2 separate regions of the Rattus norvegicus genome follow, and region 1 is linked to region 2. The links are chromatin contacts, called in public Hi-C maps. All regions are on one chromosome and are shown on one strand. The core of a region is the stretch at or near the end of the contact, and the rest is flanking DNA. Distances in the headings are between cores, read along the strand shown.

Region 1 (6,927 bases), core at 1,270-3,769, 550 kb before region 2:
AGTCAGAGTGGCAAAAATCAACAGAACAGTAGACAGCAGTGCTGGAGGGGATAAGGGAAGAGAGTCCTCCTGCACCACTGGTGGGACTGCAAACTAGGCTGGCCATTATGGAAATCAGTATGGACAATTCTTTAAAAGCTAAAAAGAAACTTACCTTATGACCCAGCCATTCCATTCCTTGGCATATGCCCCAAAGACGTGACTATATCTAGAAAGACTTGTGTAGTCATATTCACTGCTGTTTTATTCAGAAAGCCAGGAAATGTGTCCGTGAATGGAGAATGAGAGTATGGTAATAAAGATGCCCTACCTAGCATCAGTCATATGTAAGAAATGCAGTCATGAACACTGCAAGTAAATGAAACTATAAAAGATAACCCATACTCAGACATACAAATGTTACATGTTCTCTCTTATTGGAGGCTCCTCCCTCCAAATCTTCATATGTGAATATGGATCCTGTAGTAAATGCAGAAACCAAGAAGTAAGACCATTCCTGGGGAGTTGGGGGTGGACGAGAATTAGAGAGGTGATTAGTAGGGTGCAATGATTTGAATAGGTGAAGGTGAGGCTCTAATTAAGAGCAGGGTACAAATGGTTTCAATATTGAGGGAGGCTGTAATTAGCAGGGTACGGATGGTTTAAATAGGGAAGGGGGCTATAATTAGGAAGGGGGGAGAGAAATATAGAAGGAGGAGAGAGGAGATTATAATGACAGATGTCCATAAAAGACATGATGAATCATGCTATTAATTGTCTACCTAAAACTATAATACTATAAAACTATAATGTCTGTATTAATATGCATAGATATTTTAAATGACATTTTCTCTTCCAAACTAACCGTACTCCTTCCAAGAGCTAATCTAACAAAGAGCCTGACACCAGGCATGAGAAATGTCTTCAGTTGTTTTTCAGGGCTGTCTGAGATTCCCAAACACCATAAGCTATCGCTCTTCCTCAGGGGTAAGGTAAGTCTAACTGCTGAAGACACCAGGGCCCAAAAGCCCCATCTGGAACTGACCCAACAGCCTTCCTTCCTCCAACTAGCTCTCTCTCTCGTGGTACCATGTGTCATACAAGCCTCTAAAGAAAGGAAGCAACCCACAGTCCTACCCAGCTATGATGCCTGTGCACCCCAGTGCCCAGCATGGATTGATAACCATAAGGCTGCAGTAATGGCACACACACCTTGGTGGTAACCAGCAGCTCTCCAATTGGACTTAAGGCTCACTCAACAAGAGGGAAACCATGCCTGGTACTGGAAACCTAGCCAACTACCAAGACCTAGTGAAGTTATGGATCTCAGAGGAGAGCATGCAACTGCCACTTTACTAGGCCAGCATAGTCCTTATGCCCACAGATAAGTATAGTCCTCACCCTCATTGAGGAACCTTCCCTTTGCAACAGAGAAGTTGTAGGTCCCACTCCCACTGGATAGATCTCCAGGATGACTTCCCCCACCGAAGGGTCTGTGAATCTCGAGGAAGAGGATCTGAAAAGATTGTAGAAGCCAGAGGATCAGGAATTGGCTCTAAGATTGTGTCTCCTGGTATTAGCAGAAGTCACATCCTTAAGACCCTCACTAACATGACTCTAAGCATGAGCTTAATAACAGACATGCCAAAGCAGACAGAAACCACGAGGCCTCAACCCAACACCAGAGCTACAGGCAACCAAGGAAGGCTAAGGTCAGGAGAACCGTCTTCCCCAGGAGGAACATACCAACTTATCTAATGCCAAGTGGACAGCCTGAGTACAGACATACAAGTAACATACTGACAGGTTAGATATAGGAATATACATGTGCACACATGCCTGTAATAACCATTAATAAACAGAGCTCATAAATTTGAAAAAGACTGAGGAGGGTGTATGGGAGAGTTTAGAGGAACCATAAGGAAAGGGGAAATAATGTAATTGTGATGACATTAAAAATATAAGAAAGTATTTTTAAAAAGGGAAAAAACAAAACCCAGTCTAATAGAAAGGGAGCAAAATTGATGGGAGATAAAAGAAAAAAGTAATTCTTTGAAAAGGTCAATAAAATTGAAAACTGTAGCTAGACTGAAAATGAGGAAAGCCATAACCAATTTCGGGGCTGGGAACAGACTCTGGCCCAGATGCTATAGATGTTAAACAAAATCTAGGAATGTGGTGAGCTTCATGTCATAGAGAATTCCATTCCTTGGAAAATACAAATTGCCAAAATTTTATGTGACCCACAGAAAAAGAATGACTTAGTCATTGTTTATACAGTTGAAAATTTGATTTCCTCTTAAAACGTCTACTAAGAAAGCTCCAGGCCCAGTCGCTTTGCTTGCTCTGTATATTGCTGGCACAAACAGTAATCCCGCATACGTTCTTTAGAGGAAGGGGCGCTACCTAATTCACTGTGCAGTGTGATGTCCTGCTGTAAAACCAAAGCTACAGGCAGAAAACAAGCCGCAGAGCAGCAGCCTTAGGGCAGCAAACACAGGTTCCCAGTAGACACTAGCTAAGGGGCCTTACAGCGTGGCTAGGTAGCATCTATCTGGTAGCAAGGCCAGTAACATTCCAAAGGGTATTACAACATGGCTAGGTAGCATTTATCAGAAATTCAAGGTTTGTTTAATATCCACAACCCTTGAGCCATTTGCTAAATCAAAGATAAGTGCCAAAGGGTCACTTAACAGCCTGTGACAACACTACCTGTTCAAGATGCAAGCAAGACTGCAGCTCAGAAGGGACCCAGGAGAAGCTGCAGCTGGCTTCACACTTAGTGTTGAACAGTTTGTGTGCTTTCATTATTTGTATGCAACATGTTCTTAGTAAAAGACCAATACACCAATTACAGAGGAACAAGTGAAAGCATTACTGGCCAGCGAGATGGCTCAAAAGCACTTGCTGTACAAACCTGATGCTCTGAATTTGATCCCTGGAAGGAAAGAACTGACTCCTGGAAGTTGACCTTCATAAGCAGTTCTTGGCATGTGTCTCCGCAGTATCATACACTAGTAATAGCAAATCAAAAGTGTAAGTAAAACTGTCTTGATGTGTATATGTGTGTACATTTGTATGTATATATGTATACACATCTATCTGTCTATCTATCTATACACACACACACACACACACACACACACACACACACACACACACATAATGTATGAAAACTAAAAGTATGTATGGAACTAGATTGTAGACCAGTATTACAAAACTCAAGTTCTGCCATCAGTTAACATCTGGAGGATGAAGTAGCAGCCCATAATAGCAACAATTTAAGGTTTTTAATAGTAATTTTAATTAAATATATTGTCTATATGAAACATTGCTGGGGTGGATTAAAGAAGTTGTAAAAAAGTAGAGAAGTCTTTGTGTTCATTACATGGAAAATTAGTATTATTTAGATCATTTGGGGAAGTTTGCCATCTGTAAAGTTGGTGGAATTAGAACAGTAAAAATTAGGCCAGGCTTGTATGAAGAAACTAAAAATGTACCTTGAAAATGTATTAGCTGAAATAAGTTTTAGAACAGTTGGAGGAATTAACACTACCCGATATCAGACATGCTGCAAAGCTACAATAGTTAGCAGTCTGGAATTGGCATGGTCAAAACTCTTGTTCAATTGCATCTTTTTCTGTATACTGGGGTTGGACGAAGGGCCGTGTGTATGCTGGGTAAGCCTGATGCCACTGAGCTTCATCCCTGGAGTGCCATTGACATGGGCTTTGATACTTAGCTTATTCTGACCTTGAACCTGTTCCCAGGCTGGCCTCAAACTCACCGTCCTTCTGCCACCATCTTTGAGTTTGTGCTACCATACCCAACTAGGAAGTATTTTTAGATAAATGGAATAATTCAGAAATATGATAAAATGAGTTTCAGCAAAGGCAGGGTAAATCATTGAAAAAATATTTCTTTGTGTTTGTCTAAGCAGAGGGGATAGTGTGTGTGTGTGTGTGTGTGTGTGTGTGTGTGTGTGTGTGTGTGTGTGTGTGTACACGTAGTGATCTGCAGACACCTTAGTTCCTTAGGTGTCCATTTTCTTCTTTCTCACTGAAATCTAGGACTAGAACTCAGGTTATCGTATTCTCTTGTTAAGCACGTTTACCTGTCCATTGTCCCCATGCTCCCTAATTTGTAAAGAAAGTATTTTAGCAAACAGGTAGATAGCCATATGGCAAATGATGAACCTTGATCTTACTTTATACCATATACAAGTATTAACTACTAGTAGATCATTGACCTATGTTTATGGGTTTAAAGTACAGAATATCTAGATAAAGTACAGAATATCTAGAATATCTAGAAGAAATGAAAACTTGTAGTGTTGTGTTGGGCAAAGTTTTCTTTAGCAAAGCAGAAATCTAGGAAATGCTTAAAAAAAGAAAGTGAATTTGATGAAATCAAGGAGAGCCAAGTGTAGATCAGTGGTAGGGTGCTTGTCTGTGTTCAGTCTCCAGCATTGCAAAGATAAATCCATGAATAAGCATCCTTTACTTGGCCCATGTGCAGAATATGCAAACCTTTATAACTCCATAGAAGGACGTCCCAGCGGAAATGAGTAGACACTGACAGATAATCCACAGGAAAGCGTACAAGTAGGCCAGCTCTCTAGATCCCTGAAATGTGAATTGACGGCACACAGCTCATCATTTACCCTTTTAATGGGCAAACTTAAAAGTGGTCCTGATGCCATGGAGCCTCGCTGGCAAGGACAGTGGCAGGGTAGCCACCGACAGCAGGCTGCACAGCGGCTTCTTGACATCAGAGTCCACCATTCCCTTCTGTTATGAAGAAGAGACATGGCTGATAGCATTGCTCCCAGAGCCTCCCATCGCAAATAAGGCAGTCCTGCTCAGAAGCATGTGCTAAGTGGATTAGCCAGTCTCACTTCCGCAGGTGACCCCTTTCTAGAGAAAGCCTACAAACCCAAAGTTTTGTCCTTGATCTGCCTTGTTCCCAGAATCTAGGTAGGAAGTTGGTTGTAAAAGGCATGGGGAAAGATCTGCCTTGTTCCCAGAATCTAGGTAGGAAGTTGGTTGTAAAAGGCATGGGGAAAATTTGAGAGGACAAAAGTGTTGTGAATGTTGAGTGCTTTTAGTTAATGTGGCCGTGTGAATTCTTGGAGCTCATCAACCTGTGCCCTTGATACACAAATCTCACTTCCAGTTGCTAAAGCTTTTAGAGAACATCTCGGGCAGCTCAGTGATGTGTCTCTGTTTTTTAAACACAGTCTGTTTCCATGTTTACATTACAATGTTACCTACCATTTGTTAAAATGGGTCTCTTTGGTGGGCGGAGTATCTGGCAAGGAGGAGGAGAAGCTTGTTGGGGTTGATTATTTTAGGCAGAGCACTCAGAAATCTCACTGATAAAGACAAATTGCAATAAACTTCAGGAAATGCAGTTAAGCGGTTTTTGTACGTGCGTTAAGCATTTCTCACAAACCACTGTCCTGCAGACTTTGTTGGTGCTGCAAGTGAGCTCTCACTGCATCGCACTGACTGATCTGAAGTGCATTTTCTTTGCACCCTCACATGCCCTGTTTCATGTTGTCACCTTTTCCTGGGGACAGCGGCTATAGTTTTTATGCATTATTACCCTCTAGTTCTTGCTTCTGTCCTTTGTTCACAGGATGCAGTTGGTTGGTTCATTTGAGTGATTTGTGCAGAGATGAGTCAGGCTACTGTTCTGTGTGAGAATCTGTGTCTTCTTACTTCAGTGTAGCACTAGAATGTGAGCGGAGCCTTACACATGCAGTGAACATTAAATGTGCAACACTTCGTTACAGCTCTGCAGCTTGACTTGTCCACTAGAATGACTGCAGTGTGTGGGTGAGGGTATTGCACCTTCAAAGGTGGGAGGGAGGGGTTCCCAAGATCGCTGAAGGATCAAGAGGGATTATCTGGAAATATGTGGCCAGATACAGCTTAAAGACAGCGTTTTTTCATTGTGGGGTGTGTGTGGGGGGGCCGGGGGGGGGATATGGATTTATGTATATGCATGCAATCCCTGCTGAGACCAGAAGAGGGCGTTGCTTCCCCTGAAGCTGAAGAAGCTAGTGGTTATGAGATGTCTGATATGAGTGCTGGGAACTGGGTCCAGGTTCTCCGATAGAGCAGCAACAGCTCTTGACCACTGAGCCATCTCTCCAGCAGTCACTTCATCTAGATAACAGCAGGGTCTATCTAAAAGACCCATCAGTTTGGTCTGAGATCTCTGGCTTGTAGTGAAAGATGACTAGTGCATGACCACACTCTTCCAGTAGATGGCAGCAGAGTGCTTTGCATCAGGGTTCTAGCTTGCCTGTTGCATAGCCCTAGGTACTGAATATCCTTTAGTTAAAGCCATGCATTGCTGGGGCCTTCTTTTTTGTTGTTGTTGGGTGGTTGTTATCTGTCACTTTGTGTCAGATATTACGAGGAGCTAAAGTAATAGTTTACTTGTACAGGTTCTGTTTGCTAACAACTCTTTAACTGTAGTTTTCATCCACTGCGGTGTTATTAATATTTCAGCATATCATTTTCTGCCTCACAGCCTCTTGTAAGAGAATCCAGCTGTTGTAGTCTGGAACTAAATAATACGATCTTATTAAATAGTACATAAATATTTAACCACATAGCTTTGGAGTCGTTTCGTGCCTGTGAGAAACATCCACGGATATGTGAATAAGAGCTGAGTTGCGTAAGGAGCATTTTAATGCTTGTCACTGGGCCCACCTGGGTGTTCTCCCTCAACTGCTTTATGCGCTTCCAGAACACGGATCCACTATGTGGGGGAGGCAGTTCTTGTCTCTGCTCCACCTACAGCGCAGGGATATCAGTGGGATGTGAGCCACAAAGTGCTGACCTTTGGCACCGTGGAAAAGCCAGAGTAGGTGGCAAAGGTCTGTAGCTCAAAGAGTCACTGAGCAGATGATTCCTATGAAGTTTTCTTCCAAGG
Region 2 (6,750 bases), core at 1,597-4,096:
GGAGGAAGAAGAGGAGGAGGAGGAGGACAATGATGACAACAACGACAACCACTACCACCACAAACTGAAGGAGGTTTTGTCTCTTTAAAGACCAAGTCTCATGTAGCCCGGGAGCCTTGAACTTCTAAACTTGCCTGCCTCTACCTCTTGAATGCTGGGAGGCTTTCATATGAAGAAGAATGAGCCAGGTGTGGTGGCACACAAACTCAGGCTCCACTTCTTATCTTACAAGATTCAAGAAGCAAGCTACTTTCACACAGTACTGTACACAGACCCTCAGTGTGAACTTCTGGCCCAGGCTGCAAAACCTGTAATAATAACTCACAACCTCTTAACCTCCCTCTCCCAATTCAGGCCTTCCCTGAATACTCCCTAAGGCTAGCCAGTCTAACTACAGGGCTGAGAGGTTGGGACACTGAGCATCAGGGAGCAGCTCTCCACCTGCTCCACTCTCTCCAGATCACAGATAAAGAGGAAGTCCTCACTGCCTAGAAGAAAACAATGAGGAAATCGTAACATTTAAGGGTGACACACACTTAACTTCCAGATGGGCTTTGGGAAAGCATGGCCAACTATAAAACTAGTGTACACGACATGTACACTTGTGGTGTCGCTAGCACGACGATCCCTACTGATTTGAGCATATTGGTTCTATAAGCATGAAAATGTACGTGGAGAGGTAAGGAGTCACATCATCTGTCTGAACAAACTACTCTGGCAATTGTCTCCAGAGCTGAGACTTCATGTGATCTGTCACTAACATATAATTCCAGGGATTTATTTTCAAAACCACAACACAATTTAGTGGTCTCTTCCTCAATTTAATCTTATTACTGAAAGGGCATTTGTTTTATTTACATTTATCTATTGTCTGTTATGTTGTATAACAGTGCAAATGTACCTCGTCATGGCAGAAGTGTGAAAGTCAAGTTTGACGGAGCCCGCTCTCCCCTACTCTGTGGGATCTTTCTGAGGACCAAACTCAGGTCGTCAGGTTTAGCAGCAACTACCCTTTACCTAATGAGCCACCTGGAGGGAGGCTCATTTCCCCCTTTCTCATTTTTTGTTTGTTTGGGTTGTTTTGTTTTGCTTGACTTTTTTTTTACTTTCCAGAAGGGTCTCGGTGTTAGTCATCTGGCCTGGAACTCTATGTAGACCAGGCTGGCTTGGGTCTCACAGAGATCCATCTACTCTGCCTCCTACGTGCTGGGATTAAAAACCTATGCCACCCTCAATCTGTGACAAAGATACTAAGTCAGAGACCATCGGGGAGAAAGCTCTGGCCTAATGGTTCTCAAACTACTCTGTTAGTCCACACATACAGCCAGCCACCAGTGGCCTCTTGGGTCACTCAGAAAGAATTGTTCTTAGCAGGATGCAGCTTCTTGACATTAGCAGGAATGGTGGTCAAGACGTTCCATGCCTTTCCGCCTTTTCTCTTGCAATCCCTCACTTGACTTAAAAGAAAGGAGAGATCCAACTATGCTTGTTTTCTTATACCATCTGCTGCCTGAAAACTTAGACCAGAAACTGGATTTAAAAGCCAACGTTATAAAAGCACTGGCTATACATTTAAAACAAACAGCAACTAGTGTGGCCCTGCTCAAAACGCTTAGCCCCTAAATATCCATGCTCTGAAACCATTCCTGCCACCGACTGAATCTGTGCCTGGAAGAACGCCAAACTTCACCCATACAGTAAAGGTTTGTGTACTTCACACATACAAAAGTTTCCAATGAGTCCCTTCCTTCCCTTGAGTCCACCCCTCTTCTATTTCAGGTTCACTCCAATGGAAATACAGTTCTAACAATGCCCTCCATTCCAAAACCATCTCCTTTCTAAAGGCAGCTTTGGCTAATCTCTTTGTTAATCCTGAACATGATCACTGCCACTTCTACGACTCATTTAGCCCTACTAGGGCCCAGCTAGTTCCTACCACGCATACACCTCTGGGACTGCACTGGGGAGCACCAGGCTGTAGTCTTGAATTGACCGAATCTATCACGAAAACTGTTTTTTCCTCAAGGTTCTTTATCTCTAATTACCAAACCGAAGTGCTCAAAAGCGGAGTGGTCACTCTCATTAAAAGGAATGACTGTGAAAATCTTAAGTACAGTACAGAGGAGCCCTAGCCAGGTTAATTTAGGCGGGCTCTCCCTTCGAAATGACAAAGTGCCTATTTTAGAGACTCAAATTATACCTCTGCCTCCACTATCGCAGGTACAACACTGAATTTCCCCACCATCTTATGGGGGAGACTCGTTCCTTTTAACAAAGAAGTCCTGAACACAGAAAGCTTACGTGTCTTTCTGGAGATCAAGTTGAAAGGCACACACTGAGTGAGGCCAGTGTACTCACTCATCTAATCCTAAAGTCTTGCCCTTGAGAGATGCTCTCCATCCTCGTCTAACCACTGCTGCCTTTGCGCTGAGTCGCTGGCAGCTACCCGAGAAGCCTCCGGGGAACCCGTAACGCCGCCCTCCCGCTAGCCAGGATGCCGGATGCAAGCGATGGTATCCACGAAAAGGGGGCTCACCTGTAAGCGGCCACGGCGCGAGTCTGCAGGTATTTCTGGGCGGTCATGACTCCCACGAAGAGAAAGTTCCTGTCGCGCGGGACGCCCTCCGCGGCCGAGCCCTGCGGCCAGAGCTGCGCCCCGCGCGCATCCCCCGGAGCACCGCCGGGCTGCGACGCTGCCTGTCCTGGCCGGCATCCCTCGGGATTGGGGCGCCGCCGCGGGCCCACTCGCTTCAGCTCCGAGGCGCGGGGCAGGACGAGTCGCGAGGCCAGCACGAAGCCCAGCACGAGCCCGAGCAGCATGCTGAGCCAGGCGCGCCGGCCGCGCGCGGCCATGCCCGCGCCCCTCCGCCCGCCGGGCCGCTATCCCCGCCGCAGGCTCCGCGCGCCTTCAGCCCGCCGCCCCCGCCCGCGGAGGCCAGCCCGCCCTAGCGCCGCCTGGCCCGGCCCGGGCAGCGCCGCGGCCGCCGCGGGTCCGCCGCGCCCATCGCGGCTCCCGAGCCGCCCGCAGGCCCCGCGCCGGCGCTTTGTTCCGCGCGCCCGCCCGCACAGCCGCGGCCTGCGCCTTTAAGAGGGGACCATGCCCGGCGCGCGCGGCCGGCGACTCCGGCGCGAGGCAACAGCAGCTCCTGCGGCTCGCGTCCCCGGGCTGGCTCGGCTCCGCTCGCGCTGCGCCCGCCCTCTCGGTGCCCTGCGCCGCCTCTGCAGCTGCACATCCTCCGGCTTAGCGCGCCATTGCAAAGGAGCCCCTCACGTCACGCACCGCGCGTTAAGAAGCGGCCCGCCGGCGGCGTGCCGTGGCCCCTCTCGGGATCCGTCCGCGCCTCGTGATTGGCGCAAAAGTGAATGGGGGGCAGTTCACGTGGCCAAAGTTTAACAAAAAAAAAAAAAAAAAAAAAAAAAAAGCACCCGCCCCGCAGTCTGCGGCCCGGCTGAAGGGGTGTGGGTTAGCACGGACTAGAGCGTGGCGGGCGGACTCTAGTCCCCGCTGCTGGGTACCCGCGGCCACACCCCCGTCGCCAGCGCTCGGAGCCGGCCGGGCACCGCACGTGGACTGAGTTGACCGGCTCCCCAGATGCCCCTAGAACTGCCACGCCCTACCCTCCCCAGGCCGACCTCCCGGCTCGGTGGCCAGGGCTGCCGGGTCCACACTGCAGCTTTGTACCCTACGGGCGTAGCCGGAGCCACACGGCCACGGTTCACCTTGGAACGCTTGGGGATTTGCGGGCTGAGAGCGAAGCGAGAATTACCTAAGTAGCTAAGGCTGACCTCGAACTCAGAGAACTCAGAGGTGTCCGTCTCTGCCTCTCAAGCGCTGGGCTTGAAAGCAAGCGCCACCAAGCCAGGCATATTCGTTTTTAAGAGATGGATGGGTAAATTACCACTAGATGATCAATACCCATATTTAATCCCAGGGAGCAGGGAGCTGGTTAGTACCCCTCACCTAAGCCCGTCAATATTTTCAAGAGTAGATTTATAAAATGGATATGGATTGTGTACTTAGGGGTGGAGGTGGGGGCACGCGGTTCCTCCGGAGCCATACACCTAGTTTTGTTTTGTTTTGTTTTGTTTTGTTTTGTTTTGTTTTGTTTTGTTTTGTTTTGTTTTGAAATAGGATTGATCTCTCACTGTATTAGGGGTCTCCAGATAGGCTAGGCTCGCTGAATGGATTTTTAAGTTGATACCAGTTTCCCTTACATTTGCTTGCTCTTAACTTTTATACATTTTGTTAAAAACAAAAGCACTTCAACTGGGGTGCCTACACGACAAATGTTTGTAAATACCAATTTTATTTCCTGGTCACCAATGTATTAGGACCTGAGAGGTTCTTTAAGAAAGAGCTTAATAGAACCCAGATGCTAGCTGAAACTGAAGATTACCTTGAACTACAGATCCTCTTGCTCATGGAGCTGAAGTGGCCTGAATTCCAGGCTTATGTGGTACCACCCCTGTTTTAAAGGGTGCCAGGGGTGAACCACTGGATCTCTGATATACTAAGCCAGTACTCTATGAACTACGGTCCCAGAGCCTGAGAAGTTCTCGTTTAATCAATTGAAAAGACAGGATACCGTGTTTGGGGGCCTACTCTTGTATCTCATTTCCATGATTAATAAATCAAACAACTGAAGTATTCCAGGTTAAGCAAGCCGTGGAGCTGTGTGAGGCACAATTCCTCCCTGCCGCTGAATGGCGGTTACTCCTGTTGATTCTTTAGATAGTACCACTGTCTTTGACACTTGTGATTTATTTAAAAAATAGTTCATCAACCCCCTCCCCTGACTCCCTCTGTAAGAGATGGTCCACATCTAAGAATAAAATATTCCTTGTGCAGTGAAAACCAGATTCCAGTAGTGGTCTCTGGGAAATACAGGACACCTAGCCATGAATCACAGGCTGGGAAACCATAGAGAAAGGTTCCAGTAAGACCATAACCACAAACCCAAGACATCCCCCGAGCCCCCAAATTCAGCAGCTGCCCCATAATTCACGCTCATTTACATAAAGCACAAACCTGGCAGGACACAGATGTTCAACTTTGTGACATAGTCAATGCCTTCAGTATCTTCCAGCCTGCTTCAGATGCGTCTATATTTCCTAACCTTAAGTCGAATGAAAAGGCAGGAGTGTGTGCTGGGAATAGGCTGAGAATGTTGAACATCTTGTTCCTAGTCTCCCGCTTCCTAGAAGTCCCTCAGTTACCAAGTCAACAATCCATGAATAGAGAAGCTTTGAGCTAGAGCTGCTCCTGGGAGAGTGAAAAGTGTGGCATTTACTTAGTGCGCGTTTGTACGTGCTCGTGCTCATGCTGATACACATGTGGTGGTCAGAAGACAACTTTCAGGAGTTGGTTCCCTCTTCCCACTTAAGTCATCAGGCTTGGCGGCATCTTGCTAACCCCTTCATGTAGATGTTTGATAACACACATCCCACCTGAACTGGATGCGTGTTCAGCCCGGAATGGGATGTGCGTTCTACACTGAGTCAGTGCTACTTGGCCAAACCCAGAGTCTTAGGATCTGACAGTCCCTTGGTTTCTATATGGGTGTTTCTGCAGCAGCACCCAAAGGGCTCTGTGGTAGCAGTCTAGGCTGGTGTTTCAAAATTTATTCAGAGGTGGCAGATCACCTACCCTTCTGCTCACATGAGTGCGAGTCTTTATGACATGATTAAGACTCATCTCTGCCTACGTTCCATGTTCTTACAAATTGCAGCTTTGTTCGCTCACACGGTACATTTGATTGCCTCTTTATAACAGGTATAACATCTTGTATGATTTGCTGAAATTTCTTGGAAACCTTTGGTAAATACCTCAATTGTTTGTTGGCAGCACGCCTCAAATAACTGTCAAGAGTTCCCTAAACAAGCTTCTTTAAACACAGCAACTGGCCTCAAGCCCCAAACAGAGGTCCCTGGGAAAAGGAGTCATCTTTTTTAATAAAAAAAAAAGTTTTTTAAAGTTTCAGACACGCTTCTTTTGTTCTTTCAGCAGGTTCTTTCCGCCGCTTGCAGAGAACAACTGTAATGGCCGTTCTAATATCACCACTGAACCCCGGTTAGTCCAGCAGGACTTTGCTTCATTACCAACCCTTCTATTAAACTCACAAGAAAGATCCTCATTGCCTCAGTCGTTCTTCTAACCAGGAGTGACAGCACACACTTGAACTCCTAGCTGAGGCAGGGGGACTGCTGTCAGTTTTAGGCCTGGGAAAGTTGGTGAGATCCTGTTTCAAACGTAAATAAGGAAAGGGAAGGGAAGGGAAGGGAAGGGAAGGGAAGGGAAGGGAAGGGTTGGGTTTCAGGTATAGCTCAGTGTTTGCCTATTACACACACGGCCTTGGGTTCAATTCCCAATACTGCCCAATTTTTTTCTCAATGTTTCTCAGTATTTCCCTCTATTTGGAGCATTTCCAGTCTGAGGCAGGAAACGACAATCGATTATCGATTATGTTACAGCTGCCCGACAGTAGCGGATCCAACATTTGTTGTCTAGAATGTTCTTAGTGCTGCATTAACCAGGGTTCTCTAAAGGACGAGAATGGATAGACTCTGTATGTTAGAAGGGGGTTTATCAGGGTTGCCTACGGGCTGTAATCCAGCCAGTCCAACAAAGGCTGCCTCCCAGTGGAAGGTCCAGGAATCTGGTAATTGTTCCTTCCATGAAACTGGGTGTCTCAGCTACTGTACGGTCTCTGCTGGAGTCTCAAAGAAGAAGGCTCTAATATCAGGAAAGGA

The links. Hi-C and Micro-C count contacts between places; a contact is called where the count stands out from the background.
Region 1: a Hi-C map of the A7r5 cell line shows a contact between it and region 2, with 6 times the contacts expected there. The contact joins the enhancer-like site here to the promoter of Chsy1 in region 2. A contact is called at or near these places in 5 of 12 Hi-C or Micro-C datasets (the A7r5 cell line, frontal cortex, hepatocytes and 2 more).

The regions. Positions count from the first base shown.
Region 1 is chr1:129,649,128-129,656,054 of GRCr8, reverse strand. All of the region lies in intron 4 of Asb7 (ankyrin repeat and SOCS box-containing 7), which reads left to right. Among named protein-coding and RNA genes, the nearest start is that of Asb7, 25 kb to the left of the region's middle. Within about 2 kb of position 2,519, at least 3 of the 93 cell types and tissues checked have an H3K27ac peak or open chromatin away from gene starts, as enhancers often do. A contact at or near this core is called in the A7r5 cell line, where this site is marked.
Region 2 is chr1:129,096,184-129,102,933 of GRCr8, reverse strand. It overlaps Chsy1 (chondroitin sulfate synthase 1), which reads right to left and starts at 2,846. Exons shown (of 3, transcript NM_001106268.1): 1 at 2,537-2,846. The coding sequence starts at 2,820.